Linked DNA regions of Macaca mulatta: region 1 is linked to region 2. Evidence: chromatin contacts called from public Hi-C data. All regions are on one chromosome and are shown on one strand. Each heading gives the region's core, a stretch centred on a gene start, on an enhancer-like site or on the middle of the called end of the contact. The rest is flanking DNA. Distances are from core to core; before and after follow the strand shown.

Region 1 (6,199 bases), core at 2,127-4,626, 960 kb before region 2:
GCACATACACATTTCTGCAAAGCCTCCCCTGGCTTCAACCCTCTAAAGCTACAAATGTAAGTTTGATGCCATATTCAATGTTTTACCACATTGTATGGCAGGCAGCATTGGTTAACTAGGCCAGTGCCCCTACTGCCCTGTGAACCTGGAGGGCCACACTGTGCCTTTTACTTCCAAACCCCTAAATCCAAGCACAGATCAGACCCAAAGCTAGACACTTATTATTCCTAACCTCGATATTTTTCCCGAGTCCGTATAAATGACACATCCAGAGAGGCAACTGCATTAGTGTATTAATGATCCCTTCATCATTGACAAGACAGAGACCCAGTTCAAATGTACTTTCTAATTGCTTGATTTGGGCAAACCACTCATTTTCTCTGTGCTTCTGTTGATTCTTCTAAATGAAAATAATAGCACTTACTTTGGCTTAAAGGTGGATATATTAATCTAAACAATAGATTACATGCAAATGCAAGATGTTTTCATTATCATCTGCTAATGTTTTTTTTTTTTTTCTTTTCCTTATCTTCTAAGAGAAAAGAATGGAGGAGGGAGTTGTGTTGTGAAAGATACACACAGGTTCTTTTAGAGCTGGAAGACAAATTGAAGTTAAATCTGCCAATCTCTAAAGTTTACAGATGGGAGAAGTGAGATCCAGCACAACACAGGCTTGCTGGAGTCATGTGGACCATGGGTAGCAAAGCCAGAAGTGCTTTCTGGCCAGTTCCCAGTTAACTATGATAGTTGGTTGTTTCTCCCAGCAAGATTAGCAATGAATCCTAGGCAAATAAATGTTTAAAAAGTACCAGTGATTCTATACCTGCCAACCAATTTCCAGGGCTGGAAATCTGGCCTCTAGGGGAGGGGACGGTCTTGTGGGGGAATCTTAGGACTGGGAAGCTTCCTGACATGGAGGCACCATTAACATTCAGATTGTTTTCACAGAGGGTAGGCTCTGTTTGGTCTGCCAAGGGGAGGAGGAGGAAGTAGCAAAATTCTGATTTCTCCTATTTCCTGCTATTCTTTGTGTCATGTTTATAGCGCAAGGAGTGGATAGGACAGACTGGCATCTCTCTTGATGCCACCTCCCTCCATGGAGCCCCCCCGCCAAGACTCACTAGCAGTCCTGTGAGATGAAGATTTTATGCTGGTATCCTGGCCAGCTTCCATCTGGCCAAAGGTATTTTATCTAAATATTTCCAAGGCACCTATCTCTGCAGTATTGAAGTGTTCAATTAGATATGGCCTAAGTCTCTGTAGCATATCAGTGTGCACTGCTGAACAGCTGCTGCATTCCAACAGAGGGTGAAGTCATCTCTATATATAGAGCATGGCAAGCTGTTTAGAACTGTGGTGGATTTAAGCAGGCAAATGCACACCTGAGTTATAAATCAGTCACCTGCCCAGAGTGACAGAAGGGTCTGGAAAAATCTCTACTTCTTTAAGGGGCGACTAGCAAGAAGACCACTGGGTTTCTTTTTCAGCTGTATTTTTTTTCTGTAGTTTACAGACTCTCCTTTTTTTTTTTTTTTTTTTTTTTTACCTATCAACTCCACAAATAGTAAAAATCATGGTCTACAAAACTGGCTTTATTTTCTGCCACGATTTTCTTTTAACAACCTGTGATTTGTTTATTGATAAGAAGTTTGACATATATTAGCTGGTATCCAGGGGAGTATTGTCATCCATTAAATAGTGCTGTAGGAATGAAGGCATTGTGCACTTCTTCATTTAGCATCTGTCTTCCCTATTGGATTGTAAGCTCCTAGCTCTTGGCACAAGAGACTGAAATAAACACATAAGTTATGACCATTTGTAATCTTCTTGGAGTGTGATTCTCTAGTTCCCACTAAAAGACTATAATTATTGCTCCTTCCAAAGTAATTTGGAAATCTGCTAAATCCTTGGGCTAGTTCTGAGAGATATATTGCTATTAATATGGTGACTGATACCTGTCATTCGAAGGGTCCCCGAAGGTCATCTAGATCTCTACCTCATTTGAATAAACATAAGTTGCTTTGGTTTGGGGACAGGGAGACAAGGACAGGACAAATAACTAATTGTGCAAAAATGCTTGGAAATGACTCAACCATTTAATACCTGTGTTAATCTGGGAAAATCACAGAAGCACAATGGGCTTAAGTTCTGTCATCTAAAAAAAAAACAAAAACGGAAAAAAAAAACCTCATCCGAATTACAATTCCCTCCCAGGGTTATAGGGAGGATCTCCTTCAGAAATGTCTGAAAATGCTATGCAAATTATATCACACTCAGACATGAGAAGCATATTCTTATTTTTATTACCATGTCTTATCTGTCAGAAAAGGTCAGATGGTCACACGAGCATTCCATTTCTGGTCAGCTAGAGGCAACAGCTCCATTTCAGCCATTTCTTCTCGAGCAACTGTAGTGGAGCAACTGTAATGGTGTATCAAGCAAACAGGCAGGTGAGAGAGAGATTCCTGGGAAAGTCCAGTTTCTGGCTTCTGATGTTGCAAATCACCTGAGCAGATAGTCACTGAGACGTCCTCTCACCCCTCTTCAATCTGCCCCTTAGCAGGTAGTGACTGCATCTCATTTCATGACATCAGAAGCCACCAAAGGTCAAAAAAAACCTAAATGAGGAACACCAGACTAGAACCTTCCATTTATGACCAACGCCCTGCTTATCCCACAACTCCGTTATCAGTTATTAAAGCTACAGCAGCATGTCGGTGGGGAGATAAATTACTTCCTGGGGTTATACTCTGTCTTGGCTGTCAAGACTCAGATTCCTATACAATGAATTTATAAACTTAACTTTGACTTCTGTGAAGCAGGCAAGATGCAAATCCTTGCCTAGTGCTGATTTGTGGGACACACCTAGTTTTTCATTGATTGGTCATTAAATCCAGCCAGGGTGATGTAAGCACATGCTACAAGAAATGTGAATCAAGGAGCCCAGAGCAAAGAAGACCTCTCTGGATGAACAACTTCCTTAAATTGGTTATAAAATTCTGCCATGGGTCATGAAACTCTATTCTGTGTAGAGAATAACCCAAAGCAGGTGCATGCCTTGCTAGCACTAATGCTTCTTTTTTAAGTTCCCTGAAGGCATAGATGACAGCATGAAAGTCCTCGTTGTCCCTTAATTTTTCTTGTTCCCACCTCTGTCAGTATTCAGCCTGTGTAGGTTTTTCCAAGTCACCTAAATTGCCAGTCTGACAGCTAGCTACTCACAGGCAAGAGGGGGAGGAATTGAGCTGATTACCTATTAACTTCAGCCTGAATTAAATATTTCCATATTGCTTTAAAATTCAGAGTTCTTTCTTATGCATCCCCCCTGGGTTTCCATGCTCTATATATAAAAAGGCAATGTGACAAATTCCTTTGCCAAGGCTTGGATGTTGGGAACTCAGAATTTTTATTTAATCATGGTGCTGAGTTCCTGTCTGGCCTTGTATATGCTATTTTACATTTCAAATATTCCATCTGTAAAGGCTGAATGATAATTCTTACCGCTCTAGCAGGGAGTTTGGAGATGATGGATTATTTAGTGTTGTAAAGAGCTTTTGGACACACTGAGTGCTAAATAACTGGTATTATTAGACCCTCTCTGAACTAGTTAAAGGTACTGCAAAACATCGAAGCTGAAACATTGGCCAGCTGACCTGTTTTGGCATCAGATCTCCTGAGGTTCTCTTTCCACAGCACTCACAGTGATGATTCTCTGTATGTGTAGTAATAAAAGGAGTCTGGGCCATTAACTTGGGTTGTTGAAATACTGCAGTTCTTTATTTCTTGTCCTATTTATTTTATGAGAACACAATTCTAAACCATCATATTTGTAGAGATTCCATTATATAATAAACATGCCTCAAAAGAACTATTTTATTATGAAATGTACTAGGTTTTTTTCTATGACAGCTGGTGGTTGGGGTAAGAGGATTGCTGGTCAATGCTAAGTTTTGAAAGCAAACTAATTATCTTTGAGGTTTACCACTTCTGTGATGCTGACTAAATCTCTGACATTTGGGGAATTCTTCCTGTATTTGGATACATTTTGTATAGATTATTTTGTTTGTTGGCCAAACAGATGTTGAATTTCTATAATGAGTCAGGTCATAGGTTAAGACATAAATATAAAATCTATATCACTCATGTTGTCTCTATCACAAAGGACTTTATAATATTAGGATAAACATTCAGTGATAAGTGAAATACAAGATGAGATATAAGCAGGGTATTGTATGAAAGTAAATAAGGTAATTATTGCCTTGAGGAGTCAGAAAAGATTTCTCAGACATTGGAGGCATTTAAATTGAGACTTTAAAGAGACCATTCACCAAGTAAAGAAAAAAGGATGAGAAATGGAACATTTTCTTTGCATAGGGTGTAGCACGTGGTGGCTTTACTACACTATTTACTGACAGGAAATGAAAGTGGCACATAGATTTACCTATTGAATCCCAATTAGGCATTCTGTAAGAGGCCCTTTAGCTTTATTGATCACAAATTAATATCTCTTGCAGGAAGGACTTCTCTTTTGGAAGTACTCTGCAACACAAGTTTACTCGGCTTTTCAAATGAGTGGAGAAAAAAGAGAGTGGCTCTTGAGGGTCCATTCCCTTTAATAATCTAGAATTGCTCTGGATCATTATGCTTGCCTCCTGTGCTTCCAAATACTGGCTGGAATCATGAGAAACCCTCTTCATGTTGAATGGCTGCTTCTCAGTAAGCCCACATTTCCTCCAACAGAAAGGAGAAAATGTGAGCTTGCTGAGGAGTTGCCATTCACTATGAGGGTATTCAATTTTGTGTATTACTGCAAGTTGCAGGGAGCCATAGAGGGCTTGGAGAGTATCTATGATCAGCTTTTTGGGATGAAAGACGTGAGACAGCTACCAAGATACCATTACATTATGTAATTCTCTTTGTGATTCATTAGTCTCCAAGGGCCAGATATTGGAGAGGTTGTTTGGGCAGCCTTCTGGTACTTGCAGAGGGTAGTAACATTATAAATATGAATTAGGGCTTCATCTCATTCAGCTTATTTTGATTATACATATACTATGCCAGTTACTATGCTAGGGATTTTCACATATTATCTAATTTCCATGTATTCATAATAGCTCAGTATGGTTAGGTATTATACAGATCTTATAATCTTATAAATTCTTAAAGAGCACATATTATATATCTCATTTTCTCCTTATTGTTGGTATTGGGGATGGAGAGTTTTGGAGTTGGTGTTCTGCTCTGTAAAATCCTCGAATCCTTTCCTTTTCTGGCATTCTGGATGACTTTAACATGTACCATAGAATCAATTTTCTTTTGTTGCTGTTTTTGGATACATCTTCACTTTATGACTGTAAGCTATATATATATATATATATATATCAGGACGTTCACTTCATCTTCTATTGCATGTATTACCTAACAAGGTACATAGGAAGTGTGCTGTTTCAAAGTTATCAGCATGATTTTGACAGGACATTTTGGGAATTATGTATTAGGTTGTCAGATAGGCTCAAATGGGTGTGAGGCTGAGTTGTGCAAAGCCAATTAAATGTACTAGTTTCTATCTTGCATAGCAAATTACCACCAACTTAAAGACTTAAAACAACATAGATATATTATCTCTCAGTTCCCATGGGCCAGGAGTCACACATGGCTTAACTGGGTCCTCTGTTTGGGGTCTCACAAGGCTGTTGGCAATGTGTCAGACGGGCTTTGTTCCTTTCAGAAGTTTGGGGTCCTCTTCCTAGCTCATGTGGTTCCTACCTACACCACAAGTATTCAGTTCCTTGTGGGTGTAGTACTGATGTTCCCCTTTCCTAGCTGGTGGTCAGCTGGAAGCCACTCTCAACTTCTAAGGCTGCCCACAGTTTCTCACCACATGACCCTCTCACAGGCTCTTCCACAACACCTCAGCTTAATTCTTCTAAGCCAGGAAGAGGATCCCTCCAGTCTATTAAGATGGAGTTGTATATATTGTAACACAACTCTGGGAGTGACTGTCCTTTCACCTTTGTCATATTTCATCAAGTAGATGAGAGTCACAAGTTTTTCCTGCACTTATAGGAGGGATTATATAAAAGCATGCATATTGGGGGTTATTTAGGTTATGTCTGCCACATTTTTTTTTTTTTTGAGACAGAGTCTCACTCTGTTGCCCAGGCTGGAGTACAGTGGCACAATCTCAGCTCACTGCAAG
Region 2 (6,115 bases), core at 1,132-3,631:
AATCTTGCCTGCGATAGTTTAAGAAGCATTGCCATGGTCTTTATCAAAGCAAGGGGTACACTGGAGGATGCTGTATTTGATAACTGAATGTCCGAGTCTAGAATCGTCACATGGACCGCCTGAAAGAGACAAGCCTATGAATCAAAATGCAACCAGTTCTTTCCAGCTGACAAATATTTGGCAGTAAAGGCCCAGAGGAATGGGGGAAATAGTGTCACTCCGGGAGGACCACTCCTAACCCATCAGATTACCAAGGTTCCTCCAGGGCCAGCTGTGGGAGGAACAGCCTGGAGTTCCTTCTCCCTCCCCCAGCACAGGAAGACCCGCCCCTTAGAGGCCCTCACTGAAGGGCAGAGGGCATGCTCGCAGGCGGTCGTTTCTGTGTCTACCTGTTCCAACACACTGAGCTTCTCCAGGGCAGAGACTCCTGCTCCTGCTCCTCGGTCCCCCCAACATGGCTCCTCTTCACTGAATTCTCTCCTCCTCTGCCAAATATAAGGTTCCCTGCTAGGCAAAGAACCTTGTCAGCCTCTAGTTAGGGGTGCTGAACTTTGGCAACTGGTAGCCAGCCTCCTACCTATCAGCTTCTATCCAAGCTGATCCTCCAGCCTTTGTCCTCCCCTGCTTAGGCAGAAACTCTAGGGTAGGAAGTCCGTTGCCCGCTGCGGAAGCTCAGAACCCAAAGCAAAGTGGCCCATGTCCTTCCCTAGCAAGGATCCCTATATTAGCCAGTTGTGTCTGGGAGAGGCTGAGGCAAAGACCAGAGGATCTGCTGGGCTAAAAACCGGAAGTGCTTAGAGACTGACGAGCTGCTTCATCTTGAGAACCAAAGAGACAGACTGGCAGGTTTGCATGCTCCTCTCTGAGCTGAAGGAAACCCCCTAGGTAAATAGTTCTCAGTTGGAAGCGAGTGCCCCCACCCTTCCCCACTTCAGCAGCTTCAGCCTCCAGACTCAACACATGCTGGACCATCTTGGAGGTCTGGTGCTCCAGGCCTCCCCAGCTGCCTGCACCTCCGAAAGGGGAAATGGGGGTGGGGTGGGAGGGCCAGGCCTGGGGAAGTGATTTTAGAAGTGCAAGTCTGGTGGGAGAGTTTTTCCTTCAGACCATCTGGAGGGAAGCAGTCATAATCTACTACAAGTTCTCCCGAAATGATCAAGTACACATAGGGAAATTGGTACATTGTTGAAAAACATGTCTGCTTTGCTTCCTTCTGGGGAGCTCTAAAGACTTGTATCAGTCAGAGATGACTCCCTGCTTGAGGTACACAGAGATTAAGATGAGGCCAAAGAACAGCTCTCTCGCCTTGTAATTCTCCAGGTAGCCAGTTTTCAGCTGGCTGCCATTTTTTGCAATTTAAGATGCTAAGAGAATTTAAATGACATCAGCCCTGTGTGTGTAAAGAAGGAAATAGCCTGCATAGCTAAACAGAAAAGGTACCATGTTGTATGAGCCTTTCACGTTTTTTAAGCTGGGGGGTGTGTGTGGGTGGGGGGTGTTTGTGTGTGTGTAGAACAAAAGTACAGTTGTCTATACAATTAGTTATTTAAGCTATTTCAAGTACCATTACAGCAAGGGGGAGGGGAGGGAACATCTAAAATACATTAAATTATTTTTAAAAACTCGTTCTAGAAAAAAGGAAATGCCAGAGTAGTAAGATAAGGAGTCTTAATTAGCAACAAATTCATCTATTTCCTTCCTCCAAAACTGAGACAGTCTTCTAAGGCAATTTGCTTGGAGAGCAGTTTTGCGCCATAAATCTGGGACATGTTTTTCATGTGTGTTTGTTTGCCCTGTGTGAGGCTTAAGAAAAACACAGCAACCAAACCATCCAGTTCAGCCCTGGAGGGAAAGACCTAGAAGACCTAATCACCCGTGATGGCGATTACATAACAGAGAATCGTGCGCGCGGGCGCGCACGCACACATACACACACAGACACACACAGACACACACACACACACACACACACACACACACACACACACAGAGTCTCAAAAAAGAAAGAAAGAAAACCAGCCTTTGGCTTCCTGTCACAGAAGATGTCTCCTTTTTTTTCCTTTGTGAGGATCACTAAGAATGCTTCTTAAATACCAAGTGGATGTCTTTGGTAGAAATAGAGGTCACTTAAGGATGATTTATAAGTGCAGCCGAAGCCAAAATGAAGCATGTATCGATATCTAAAGTGCATCTGCATTTAGTGCAGCAAAGCTCATAATCTGTTTCTAATTTGTGCCCTGTGGATGCCCTCCCCACTAGGAAAAGGCCTGGCTCTGAGCAGCCGCCCCTCCCCGAGGCCGCCAAGCTCCCAGTTCAGGCCCTTTCTTGGGCAGCCGGAGTGCTCCTCTCTTAGATAATGCCAGGTACTCTGGAAAGTAGCCGTGTAATAATACACAAACCCCTGATGATGTCAGCGTGTTATTGACTTTCCAAGTCTGAATGACTGAGCAGAGGAGCGGGGGTGGGGCGCAATCCATCCGGCAGCGCGGAGACCGGCCAAGCGAAAATGGGCTCGCCAGCCTGGCGGGGGAGGGGCGGCTCGCAGCTGCCGCTGCTGCTTCGAGCTCCGGCTCTGCCGCCGCGGCGTCAGGGTCGTTGCCGCCCAGCCCAGGCGGGGCTTAGGTTCCCGCTCCTCCGATGTTTACGTTTGGTCAAAAACTCCTCAGGCAGAAATAACTAATGCCGCCCCCCGGAAGCTTATACCACGTGGCAGAGTGGGGTCACAAAGCGGGGAGCAGTGGCACGAAGGGGAAGGGGAGAAAGACCTCCCTGTTCCCTCCCCCACCCTGCAGGGGCCTTCCTCTTAGGCTGCAGAGCCAAGGGTCGCTCTCCGTGGTGGAGCTCCCTCTGCAGAAGACCCCCTGGAAAATTGCACCTCAGCAGTGGTGACATTTTATGGGCCATGATTTGCTGCATTTATGGCTCTGGTGGTGCAGGTGCAGAGTCGTAGGCTCCCCTTCTCACCCCGCAAATTGCTCACAGTGCAATCTGTCATCTTCAAGGCTAGGTGTGAACCGGGCAGGGTTGCCCTTAAAATGGAATTGCAGTTAAAGGCCGAGATCTGAAAGGAAGCGCTCCAACCGGGGCGTGGCTTTTCCCACCGGGTCTGGACCTTTCCTTCAGGCCCCGCCGTGCGTGCCCATCGGCTTGGCTGTCGCAGCTTGGGGGGACTGGGCGCCCCGGGCTCTGCCTGCCTGCAGAGCTCCAGTCCTTTCCGTTCCAGGCCTGTGGAATCCTCCACCGAACAAGGCCTCGCGCTGGCCTCTGCCCCACCCCACTGCGAGGAGCTGCTCCTCCTCCGAGGCCTGTGGTTTTTCTCCCCGCAGAGTGGGCTTGGTGGCGGCACCGCATGGCGCAAACAGCACGGGGGGCTTTGGAACCGCCTGGACTTGAGCCCTACCCCACCACATATTCGCTGTGTGAGTGTGGACCCGGTGGTTACCCTGTCTACAGCCCGCGTCTTAAAATGGGAGTAGTAACAATCCCCTCAATAGTTGTTCTGAGGATTAAGTGAAATTCAGATTTCATAAGAGACGTCCTTTTTCAATAGTCAGGTCTCTCGCCTTCATAAGTCAAGTTCCACTCGGGCCAGAGGCCCTGTGGTTGTTTCTGAAAACAAGGTCAGTAGAAGTGCTAGACCCATTGTTTCCTTAACTCTGCCCTTCCCCCTACCCTCCTGGCTCTCTGGAGCCCGCAGCCTCTTCCGACCCACTTCCACCTTCACCCACACCCACAGGCTTACAGGGCAGAGCCGTTTTGTTGACGGGGCGGGGGTGGGGGCGGGGGTGGGGATGGGGGTGGGGACGGGGGTGGAGGCGTGAAAACTGTACCTCTGACTTAAGCTGGACCATTCACGGCCTTTCTCAAATTTCCCTCCCCCACCTTGCCACAGGGGATTGGTCCCAGCGGGAAGAGCTGACATATTTGAATCCAATCAAAAGCCTTCTTGGAAAATTTTGAAACTGGAAGTGAAAAAGTCAGTTTCTCCCCAGGGCTAAAACTGCAAGATATTATAATGTACATGACCATGTTTCCCATGGTCAGGAGAGGAGAGGCAAGGTCAATCTGAAGGCAGAACTCATGATAGGGACACAGACAGAAACAGAGATAAAGATCGAGCAAAAGACAAAGATAGAGCCTGAGCCACAGCCAGACAGGCTGGGAGAGAGAGCTGAGGCCAACAGGAGTCTGATGTTATGGGCAGCATCGGTTCCTGTGTCCCTGGTAAGGCCCTGCCTGCCCCTGATTCCTTGTGGCAACCCATTATTTTTTGCCACAAATTCTTATTGTTCAAATTAGTTTGTTTTTGTTGCTTGTAATCCAAAAATTCCACCATGGCATTTACTAGTTTAACATACACAGTAAAGAGCTCCCCAGCTCCCATTATAAACCCCACGTATACTTCTATCCCCCGCAGTATACGTCAGTGCCCCATAACGAGGTGCTCAATAAATGCTCTTCAGATTGCACTCAGCAACTTGTGAGTGGACAGGAAGTGCTCTGGTGGCTGTTGAAACTGGAGACTTCAACTGGTTAATTTAAAGGGGAAGCATCGCCAATTGCCACAGACTTCTAGAAGCCCATTTATTGTACCCTAGTGGTAATTAAGGCTTATTCAAGTGAATAGAAAGAGAAAAGAGAAGAAACTTTATCCCCTCTAAATTGCATTTAATAAAAATCTTGGAGAAAATGAGTGAATTGTCAGGCTTAATAATTTCCCCTGGGTCTTTGTTGGAGGGAGGCTGAGGAAATGTACAGTATTCTACATTTATGGGACAGCAGATCGGCATTTTAACTGAGAGTAAAATGCAGTCGTGGCTTACCCTCCTTTTTTTCCCCCTCATTTGTTTCCAAAGGGTTTTTTCCAGCTCATGAGTCACTTCCAGTCAGATTCAAAGACAAAAGCCGGCTAATTGTGTGTCCATGAGTCAGGGTCCCACCCTGCCTTATCTGAACACCCTTTCTAGCTCTGAGAAGACAGAGCAATTTTCAGCCTATAAGGCATTGAGTGGAACCTGTTCCACACCGCTTCTGGGTCGGGCTCTTTAGGGAGCAGTCCAGGCCCTTCCATCTCCTTCTGGCATCCGGCTGCTGATAGCACCTTGGGGTGTTTCCTTTCCAGTGTTATTTTCAGTCAGGAACTGTGCAGTCTACCCTGTTCCTAAGGCACCCTGTTGTGCCCAGAGAGATAAAGGTGAATTTAAAAGGAGGTCCAAACCCTCTAGCAATTTATCAAATAATGAAGGAGAAAGGCAGAAAAGAATCACTGTTAGACAAGCTTTGAGGGCTATGGAAGAGTAAGTGCTACGACTAGTGATTTCTCAGTCTGCTCCCCTTGCTGTGTCTCCGCAGCATTTTATCTGGTTGACTTTCCAACTACTTGAAACATTTTATCTGGAGACTTCCCTGATGTTATTTTGTTTTCCAAGCAGTTCTCTATTCCCCACTCCCACTTTTTCTCTTATCCTCATGCCTTAAATGCTACCTCTTTCTAGATATCTCACTTCCAGATAATGGTACCACATCCACCTGGCTGCTCATGCCACAGAGACAATTCCTGATTTTTTTTTTTTTTTTTTAAAGACAGAATCTCGCTCAGTTTCCCTGGGCTGGAGAACAGTGGCATGAGCTTGGCTCAATGTAGCCGCCGCCTCCTGGGGTCAAGGAATGCTCATGCCTCAGCCTCCTGAGCAGCTGAACCTGAGCAGGTGTCTACCACCAAGCCCAGCTAATTTTTGTATTTTTAGTAAAGATGGGGTTTCACCAGGTTGGCTAGGCTAGTCTCAAACTCTTGAACTCAGGTGATCTGCCCACCTCAGCCTCCCAAAGTGCTAGGATTACGGGCTTGAGCCACCGTGCCCAGCCCTGATTTGTTCTTTTCTGTCATTCACTACACCCAATCCATCAACTGGTTTCCCTCCAAAATTGTCTATATGCATGCCCTTCTCCATCTACACTGCCATCATGCAACAAAGACATGCATCTGCTCAGGGGCAGTAACCTCTGCCAAAACCCTGAGACTGACAGCACTACTCAAACTCCTTGTCTAGGCCTCCTATGCCTTAGGTCATTTGCTCCTTTTATTCATTCCCTCCACTTTCTCCCAGCTCAGGCC

Evidence for each region. A called contact is a pair of places that touch in the nucleus more often than the background predicts.
Region 1: a Hi-C map of fetal cortical plate shows a contact between it and region 2, with 3 times the contacts expected there. The contact joins two enhancer-like sites. A contact is called at or near these places in 2 of 14 Hi-C or Micro-C datasets (fetal cortex germinal zone and fetal cortical plate).

Annotation. Positions count from the first base shown.
Region 1 is chr2:90,294,393-90,300,591 of T2T-MMU8v2.0, reverse strand. No RefSeq gene overlaps it. Among named protein-coding and RNA genes, the nearest start is that of KCNMB2, 240 kb to the left of the region's middle. Within about 2 kb of position 3,376, at least 7 of the 40 cell types and tissues checked have an H3K27ac peak or open chromatin away from gene starts, as enhancers often do. A contact at or near this core is called in fetal cortical plate, where this site is marked.
Region 2 is chr2:89,330,832-89,336,946 of T2T-MMU8v2.0, reverse strand. No RefSeq gene overlaps it. Among named protein-coding and RNA genes, the nearest start is that of TBL1XR1, 160 kb to the right of the region's middle. Within about 2 kb of position 2,381, at least 37 of the 40 cell types and tissues checked have an H3K27ac peak or open chromatin away from gene starts, as enhancers often do. A contact at or near this core is called in fetal cortical plate, where this site is marked.